2 separate regions of the Zea mays genome follow, and region 1 is linked to region 2. Evidence: chromatin contacts called from public Hi-C data. All regions are on one chromosome and are shown on one strand. Each heading gives the region's core, a stretch centred on a gene start, on an enhancer-like site or on the middle of the called end of the contact. The rest is flanking DNA. Distances are from core to core; before and after follow the strand shown.

Region 1 (4,874 bases), core at 917-3,416, 240 kb before region 2:
GTCTTGGGATGCTTGGCCTCGGCGTGCTCCCGGCACTTCACTTCAGTCGTGGTACACATGAATGTTTGCATGCACACTTTGCACTGTGTTCAGGGGTTAGCCAAAACGAATCCGAATCAGTAAGATACTTCAGGCGCTAGCTTGTGAAAACATGCAACCGAGACTAGAAACTTGCAGAATTACTTCAGTGTTCCACGGTATCAGTACATCTAGAAATTCCGAACTCCTCTATTAAACGCGAACTCCAACAAATATGCTTATTTATAATTTATTATGTCGATTGCATGGAACTACTGGTGCTAAACAGTGTTCCATCATGGTGCTATCTAATGTCCCCTAACTACTAAAATGCAATTATAGGCCCAAATGTGTGACTAAACGAGTTAAAATATGCCAAGTTGAGGCAGTCATGTAGGCAAGCACACATGGATTAATGAGATTTTGGACTTCTAAGTGGCACACTTAAACTAAATTTAGACTCATCTACAGTTTGATGAGTTTAGGGATCCATAACACTGAAATAAGTTGAAGCCCCAAATAGATTCAAAACATCAAACAGTTCAGAAAAGCGGAGACAGTTGGTGTTTTGCCTAGAGAAGAAAATAGAGCACAGTCAAGGTTCAGTTCGAATTCCAATTCCAAGCATTGGATGGGAGTCCAGTGCCTGATGTAGAACAGTTTGCACAGGCAAACCAAACAGACTAAGTCGTTTTTCATGGGCAATAGTTAGGGTTAGTACAGTAGTGACATTTCTAAAGCCAAGTTTCGCTACAGATAACTGATTTTCCATCAATCGACATAATAAATTATAAATAAGCATATTTGTAAACAAGGCAGTAAGCACAAGCTAAGCCAACCCCTGGACTGGTACCCAATGAACAAACATAAGGATCTGCTTGGAAACACATGGATAGTTAGTAGTTGGGGCTAAAAATTAGCTATGGTTCGCTAGTAGGATGACAACTAGTTCAGGACTTGGCTAAGAAATTCGCCACCTATTAGTATGAGCCCTCCTCTCCCGATGCACTGTGGCTATTTTGAGCTAAAAGTTAGCACATGGTATCCAAACATGCCCTAAGATTGGGCTGCAAATAAAACTAGGCACATAAACAGTGTTGCCTGCTTGACTGATCGGAGAAGCCCCATTAAGGGAAAGCATGACATTATGACTGGTTATGTTCTTTGCCATGTATAAGGTAGTGTTTGGTTACTAGGGACTAATTTTTAGTCCCTCAATTTTATTCCACTTTAATCTATAAATTGCAAAATATGGAAACTATAACTCTATTTTAGTTTCCATATTTGACAATTTAGTGACTAAAGTAGAATAATTTGGAGGAACTAAAAATTAGTCTCTAAAACCAAACACCCCCTAAAGATACATCATATGCATACCTTGTTTCTAGCCTCCAAATTCGAGCAGTACAAACCAATAGCCACATAGCACTATTGAAACTTACATCGCTCGTAGTATCTCCCACAGAAAAAATTCACAACTGATCCTAACCGTGGAAAAGAAACTCTCATCTAATACAGATACAGTCCCTAATCCAGCGGATTCTATGAGCATAACATACCCTACCACCAATCCATCAAGAAATTCCACCAAATGACACCAAAACGTAAGAGCAAAAACACGGATCTAGACAGGGTACCTGGATGCTCATGGCCTTCTTGTTGGTCTCGAGCTGGCTCCCTGCACAGCGGAAACACGCAGATCCATCAGATCGGAGCGCCCTCCCAGAGCAATGGCTCGAAGAGAACACATAGCATCCAAGAAGCGGAAGGGGGGTCGTTGAAGGAAGAGAGAAAAGAGGCGCGCACCCTTGGCCCCCTTGTTCTTCTCCAAGTTGCGCTCGCGGGCCATCTTGGACTTCTGGCCGTTGCCACCGCCCATGGTGGATGGATCCGGCGACAATCGACGGCAGCTACGCGCACCTCGCCCGGCGGCCGGCCCGCGCCGCTCCGCGTTAGGTTTGTGGTTCACGGGAAGGAGCGAGGGAATGGCAGACCAGATCTCTCCGGTGGATCCGTGGGCCACGCGGAGTCGCCCAACGGCAGTTTTTAATTCGAGGCCGTGCCCGTCGCCGTCGGTGCCGTGCCGGGAACGCGCTCTTGAGGAGATCTGGGCCGTCAATCCAGCCGCGAGGAACTATTAACCGACAGGGGTTGCCATACCATACACGGTAGTACGGGGAAATGCTAAGCCAAAGCACCAAGGGAAGGCATCTTTTAGCCACAAGATTTTGTTTCACCAAATAGATTTTAATTTAAAAAGAACTTATGTTGTACGAAATACAGATCATGTCTCCTCCTCACCTTATTAAGGTCTAAATTTGGCTGACTAGAGATGGGAATCGATAAATTCCCACATGATATTGCTATCACACAAACCCACGACAAAAAAAAACAATTCGGTCGGGTCACCCAAATCGGGTCACCCAAGTAGATGTGTGGGTTTAAATTCCCATATACATGTGGATCAAAGTCATCCATCAAATCATCCATACTCATAAAGATTGAAGTCTATTAAATGATATATTACACAAACAGTAGGTTTTAAACCAAATACTAATATTGTCGGTACCTTGAAACAGGGGTACCCCTGTTACAAGGAAAAGACGTTGTGCCGGCAGTGAAGTCTATGGTTGCGTGGTAAACGGCTCACCGTCGCGCAATCTCAGTCGCCTTGGGGGTCGCCATGTGGCCAAGGGAAAGGATGTGCTCCAGATGTACGCAGCAGGTCTGGACCTGCTACGTGGGAAGCACCGGACCCCGTGCATGGCGAGCGGGCCTCCGGGACAGATCCCGGACCCTTCCGAGTGAGGTTCGGACGGTTCACCACCGAGTCCCGGACCCTGGGGCAGGAAATACCCGGGCCCTGCCCTGGAAGGGGTCCGGTGCTGGCATGTGTCCAGAGCTTGCACCGCGCTCCCCACCAAGGCAGGGACCCGCTACTGCCGCATGGCTTGTGGCCCATGATGTAAGCCGACGGGAGGAGTCTGACGTCGGGCTACTGGAGCCGCGCAGCCACTGCATTTATTGCAGAAAGGACGTGTCGCCTGCTACCAAACCAACGAACGATGTGCCCTCTCGGCATTTAATGCGTCCAGTCCTCTCCGCTGGCAGACGGTGTCAGACGGCGTGCCTGTCCAATCTACCATCAAACAGCGCGCCCATGCCATGCAGCGGACTGTGCTCGTTATCCCTTCTGCAAGAAGCTTCCCCTGCACGCCAAGGATACGCAGATCTCGGATGTCGGGGCCCAAGAAGAATGACCCAGCAGCATGCATTTGTGGCTCCAAGCGCTATATTCGTTATGTCCCTAGGCCCACATGTCGGGGCTCGGTACCTTTGTGTATGCCCCCCTTCAGCTATAAAAGGGGAGGCATGCGACGTTGCAAGGCAGATCCAACCCTAGGCTCTCTTAAACACTCACAAGTTCATACAAGCTCTCAAGCAATACATCACACAGTGGAGTAGGGTATTACGCTCCGGCGGCCCGAACCACTCTAAACCCTCGCGTGCTCTCGTATGTTCATCCACCAATCTAGAGATGGCAATGGGTACCCGCGACCCGATACCTGAGAGCACCTAGAGGGGGGTGAATAGGTGATCCTGTAACACTTGAAACTTAAGCCACAAAAACTTGGTTAAGTGTTAGCACAATAATCGCCAAGTGGCTAGAGAGGAGTCTTCAACAAAACACAATAACCACAAAGATATCAATCACAGAGATGGCACGGTGGTTATCCCGTGGTTCGGCCAAGACAACACTTGCCTACTCCACGTTGTGGCGTCCCAACGGACGAGGGTTGCAATCAACCCCTCTCAAGCGGTCCAAAGACCCACTTGAATACCACAGTGTTTTGCTTGCTTTTCTTAATCCCGTTTGCGAGGAATCTCCACAACTTGGAGCCTCTCGCCCTTACACTTGAAGTTCACAAAGAAGCACGGAGTAAGGGAGGGATTAGCAACTCACACAAGACACTAAGATCACAGCAAATACACACACAAGACCCAGACTTAAGCTCAAAAGACTAGCACACTAGAACGGAGCTCAAATCACTAGAATGTCAAACAAGTGCGCAAGAATGGAGTGTGAGTGATCAAAAGTGCTCAAGGAATGCTTGGTGTACTCCTCCATGCGCCTAGGGGTCCCTTTTATAGCCCCAAGGCAGCTAGGAGCCGTTGAGAGCAATCCTGGAAGGCAGATCTTGCCTTCTGTCGACTGGCGCACCGGACAGTCCGGTGCACCACCGGACACTGTCCGGTGCAGATATCCTTCCTTATTTGGCGAAGCCGATCGTTGGAGTCTGAGAGCCGTTGGCGCACCGGACACTGTCCGGTGCACCAATGTGACCGTTGGCTCGGCCACGCGTCACGCGCGGAATCCTCGACCGACCGTTGCCCCGGCTGACCGTTGACTCACCGGACAGTCCGGTGCACCACCGGACAGACCGGTGAATTTTAGCCGTACGCCGTTAATCATCTCCCGAGAGCGACGAGTTCGCCTGTGAACGGCTCACCGGACAGTCCAGTGCACCACCGGACAGTCCGGTGAATTATAGCCATACACCGTCGTCGAAGTCCCGAGAGCAGCCTGTTCGCCAGAGCCAGCCTGGCGCACCGGACACTGTCCGGTGCACCACCGGACAGTCCGGTGCACCCAAACTGAGCAGACTTTGGCTGAACAAAGCCATCTCATTTCCAATTCAATCTTTCCTGTTTCCAGCACTTAGACACAATACATTAGTCCATAAAACAATGTACTAAGTCTAGAAACATACCTTTTGACTTGATTTGCACTTTGTTCACCACATTGCATAGATCAACACAAAAGCACTTGCGTTGGCACTCAATCACCAAAATAC
Region 2 (5,103 bases), core at 1,530-4,029:
GGAGAAAAATGAAAGAGTCTATATTGTTTAGGATTAAAAAAAATAACAGATTACTTCTATCGCGACGACTTGGCCGATTATGTTTGTACGTTGATTTCGGACGATTTCCACAAAAACGATTCTTACATTGAGTACTAATTATTAGCAGGTGCTTGTTTACTTAGAGTCCCTTATAATAGTATAAATTTTAAACTCTTGATTCTTTATGCTTGTGTAGATAGAATACTAATTATTAGTAGGCGCTTGTCACTCATTTCCCCATAAAAAAATATGCCATATAGATGAATTTTAAGTTTGAAATAAGTAAACTAGTTTAGAAGATGAGGTGGCATCACATTTGGGTCGAAGTAAGAAGGTCTACATCAGGTGACCGGTGACAGGGAGTTCGACATGGCCATATGCTGGCCCGGGATTTAGAAGGTATGTGTTTTTAAAATTTTCAAATGATAAAAAGAAAACATATTTGTTATATAGTTTAATAATTTCTTATTTTTTCTTTGCACGATTGTTTGTTTTGAGTTTATTGCTTCATAAGAGCCTATAATTTAGTTTGATTTTCATTTTTTATACATCTACACATTATATACCATACATTTATAACTTTTCAACTAAAATAATGGACACTCAATTGAATATGTATAACTTTAACTAGGTTTACAGGGGCGAAGCCAGAATTTGAGTTTGAGGGGGTGGGGCTATTAAGAGGTATTTTATATTATTTATATGGTGATTAGCTAAAAAAGTAGTAGCTCCTATGGAATTTGGGGAGGATTAGGGGGGACGTTGTCCCCCTCTGCCCCTCCCTGGAATCGCCTCTGTAGGCTTACGCTTAGTAATGGCAAAGCTCACTATCTCCGTCTTGGCGATGAAAAAAACTCCCCACGGAGATCCCTATGAACACTCGAAGGGACATTTCTTTCTATATCTGTTTTCCACGAAGACCTGTCCTGCTTAAATTATAATTATGACATACTTCCTTTATTATTAATACAAAAGATTGTACTTATACACATTGTTAGATGTAAGAAACCATTATGTGTACATCAAAATGAACACATTTGTACAATAAATGATCTTTGACATGGTAATTATTTATTTTTATTATTAACTATTACATGAAAACATCGTCACGTACAATTTTATTAGGTTCCCACGAGAAACGAGGACGAGGAACGCTTCCTTGTCTCCGACCCGTTTACCTATCGAGGGTGATTTTTTTCCTATTTACATCTCCATCGAAGAAGAAATCTTCTCATCCCCATCTTCTAATGGAAGAATTCCTCACGGGGATTCAGAGATCGGAGCCCATTACCATCTCTACTTATGTTGCACACATTACATGAGAGAGCTAGATGGTATTGTGGGGATATGCGTTCATGTTAGGCTTTATTTGGTTGCACTCATATCCACGCGATCGGATCCCTACATGTCCAGCATTTGACTTGTTGTAGCCTAGCTCGTCCGTGGATGCAGCCAAAGCTGCTCGATTTGGCTTGAATTGCACCAACATATGTAGATCTGGTCTGTCTCGTATAGGCAACCAAACACAGTGTGCAGAGCCTGGTTGTGCTCGAGCGGGCAACCAAACATATGGTATATGAATCCATCTCAATTCATATGTTTTGGAATGGAAAATTGACTCATATTCTCTTCAATTCACTCTAGCACATGTAAATTATGATGGGTATAAATGCAGCTAAATAAGTTGTCACGGATGAGGATCGATTTTCCTAGTGAGATGGCCAAGCTTTGGTGGAGCTGGTTCTAACAGAATTTAGACTAAATAAGGTGTTGAGTTGGTGTGTGTTGTGCAATATATCTCTTAAAAAATCATGAATATGCAGGTCCTGAGTATATACCAAGGTGATCGGTGTGGTGAGTGGTGACCGTGAGGATGAAGTAGTTAGTGATGAAAACTGAATACGGAGACTTCGATCAAACGGCTAAAATACCGGAGGACGAATTAAAAGATGGCTAAAAAACATGTAGAGGTTTGTTAGGCATGTACTCTCTCTATATTTTTTATTAGGTATTTTAACCTAGATACCAAGACGCCTACTGATAGGGGTACATGATGAGCAGAGCTAGACTAAAGCATCAACATGTTCGTTTGACTTTAATCTCTATTGACTTCTACTGTTTTTATAGTGTTTTGATCTCTATGAATTACATTTAAATAACTGGCTTTAATTCCAAGCGAACGATCCCGCATAATTGGTCCTTTAAAAACTCTATTTTTTTTCTTTTTCTGAAGTCCACATTTTAGTATTTTTCTTTAAGATTGGTCGGTTTTTGTTGATCGTCGTGCTCGATCTAGGGAATGAGATGCATACAAAAATCTTAAACCTTTGCACACAGGATCTCTCGGTAATACCTACATGAGGCAGGCAAGCTATCTGCATAATTTGATGATTTTTGGACTTTATTTTCTTGTGTTTTAACCTTTTTTCTTCCATAGTTTTCAGTTTGAAATCCGCGAAGTCAGTTGACTCGGTTCTCTCAAATGAACCAGTACGCTCCGACGTACGAGCACGCATTTGCAATTTGCAGATATTTTAGAGGATGTAATGGCAAACTGGCAATGGCAACTCCAGGGTGTATAGGCGATACGATATCCATCTACATCTAGTATTCCGTTAACTAAAATAGTGGGGCCCCCAGGGGAAGGCCCGCCGAGGCCGAGCAGAGGAAACCTACCAAGTGGCAACAACAGTCCGGTCCGGTGCGGTCGCCCCCACCAAACCGCCCCGCCGAGCGACCCAGTCCGTCAGCGAGCACCCCTGTCGCCGAAGCCCAGGCAGCAGCAGCGGGCAGGGGCGTCCGTCCGGTCCGCGCGCGTTCGTTCCCCTCCCCGACCGGCAGATTCCCCGTCCACGCCCCCGCCTTAAAACGCCCGCCACTAATCCCGTTTCTCACTGCCCTTCCGCGGCTGTGCTGTGCTCTGCTCTGCTCTGCTCCCCGTCTTTCCTCCTCTCCCGGTCTTTCCTCCTCTCCCCTTCCCGCCCAGCGCGTCCCCACGAGGAACCAACCCCGCGGCATGGGGATCGTGGAGGAGGCGCACAACCTGCGAGTGGTGGGCGAGGGGAAGCGCGGGGTCATCGTGCTGGCGCACGGCTTCGGCACCGACCAGTCCGTGTGGAAGCACCTGGTGCCGCACCTCGTCGCCGACTACCGCGTCGTGCTCTTCGACACCATGGGCGCCGGCCCCACCAACCCGGACTACTTCGACTTCTCCCGCTACGCCACGCTCGAGGGCTACGCGCTCGACCTCCTCGCCATCCTCCAGGAGCTCGGCGTCCGCTCCTGCATCTACGTCGGCCACTCCGTCTCCGCGGTCATCGGCGCGCTCGCCTCCATCTCCAGGCCTGACCTCTTCACCAAGCTCGTGCTCCTCTCCGCGTCCCCAAGGTAACTTTATCCAATTCGTTCGTTCAATTTAGTCCCCCCCGCTTGCTTCCTTGCTCGCTCGCTCGCTCGTGCTAAATTCCCCTTTGTTTTTTCTTACCTGTATTGTTATGCTTCCTGCTCTGCTCACAATCCATACTATCACGATCGGGAACAGGGGAACGAATCCACTGTGGCAGCTCCTGATTTCCCTGTTGTTGTGCTTTAATTTTGGTGAGTTGAGCTATATTACGCTCTCTAGACTCTAGGAACTAAGGTACCAGCACGGCCCCCCCTAGCCCCGTCCCCATGACGGCAACTTTTCGGTTTCGGGGAATTAGAGCCCTGTGAAGGACGTGGAACAGAAATCCTGTACTGTATATGGCTGTCAACATGTATGGCTCGTGGTCCACTCTGTGTCTGCGACTAGAGTAGGACCTCCTAGAGTAGCGTGTGGGCATCTTTTCTGGAAGGATCCACTCTTATCGATACTCGAAAACTTTTGATAGCTGTGACTGTGCTCTGTCACTTATCATCGCACTATTTAGAACATGAGGAACGCATATTGGATTAATCTTTCCAAATCAGGTGGTGCGGCATGGGCCGCCCTGATGGTGATACATTTGTGGATGATGGTGATCAATCATCTACAAGTACTCAGAGCTGTTAACATGATCTGTAATTTAAATGTGGTTGCAGATTTGAGTGTTCTACTGTTGGATCTGAAATTCAACAGTTGTGTTGAGAAGGAAATAGGGCTGTCATAATAACTAAGGATAAGGTGCAGTAGACAATATATGCAAGGTTACTTTTTTCTCTAGCATACGATTGGTCTTGTCACTAAAATTTACAGAACTGAAATCCTAGTCCTAGTTGTAGATCGATCATTTTAAACAAGTGGGCAATTGGTAGTTACCATAATTCAGTCAGGGCCATCCCGGACTCCGGGTATTTTGGGTGGCCTGCCCAAAACGCAGCAAAAAGTATTAAGTAATAGTATGTATACATGTACATATAATATAATGGCGAATAAATATTGTATCGGTTACATAATCTTCATTTAGAAAGCATTATTCTTCTAGTGTTCTTCAAAATAAAATCTCTAATGATATTTTCGTATTCAATTTTCCCAACCATTTTAGTGTTGTTTGGTATTACAAACAATGCATTAATTTTTTTGTATCATTATATAACTATTGGAACTAGGGTTACAGAGGTAGTACAAGTGGTGACCCTAGCGCTTGGGCGCCATCGTCCTAGGGTTAGGGCTGCTTCTTGGGGAAAGCATGGTACTGTTCATCGCAGGTGAATAGTAGGCGAAGGGGGAAAGCACGAGCAAGATACTTGTCTGCTTGATTCATTCATTAACCGAAGGAGTATATTATATGGCTGAGATAGCAGCCTCTAACAAACTATTCAACTCTATCCAAGACTAACAAACCAATGCTTATCCAACCAAACAAACTAACCAACTCTATCCAAGACTAACAAACCAATTGTTATCCAAACAAACTAACTAATTCTAACTAGGGCTGCTGGGCTCCCGAACTACTGCTCCTAGACGCCATTTCTAGCCACTTGTATCGCGATGGCGATGCTGATATGGGATGCCGGTCATAACAGCTCTCCTGGCCTCCAAAAACAACTTGTCCTCGAGCTGGACAACGAGATAAGACGCCTTGAATTGCTCCAAAGGTTCCCATGTAGCTTCTTCTGGTG

What was found. Hi-C and Micro-C count contacts between places; a contact is called where the count stands out from the background.
Region 1: a Hi-C map of leaf shows a contact between it and region 2, with 3 times the contacts expected there. The contact joins the promoter of LOC100274949 here to the promoter of LOC100194211 in region 2. A contact is called at or near these places in 3 of 25 Hi-C or Micro-C datasets (endosperm and leaf).

Annotation. Positions count from the first base shown.
Region 1 is chr1:77,558,510-77,563,383 of Zm-B73-REFERENCE-NAM-5.0, reverse strand. LOC100274949 (zinc-binding protein) reads right to left here and starts at 2,166. Exons shown (of 3, transcript NM_001331213.1): 1 at 1,825-2,166; 2 at 1,656-1,696; 3 at 1-83. The coding sequence starts at 1,897.
Region 2 is chr1:77,323,143-77,328,245 of Zm-B73-REFERENCE-NAM-5.0, reverse strand. LOC100194211 (Sigma factor sigB regulation protein rsbQ) reads left to right here and starts at 2,779. Exons shown (of 2, transcript NM_001139253.2): 1 at 2,779-3,408. The coding sequence starts at 3,038.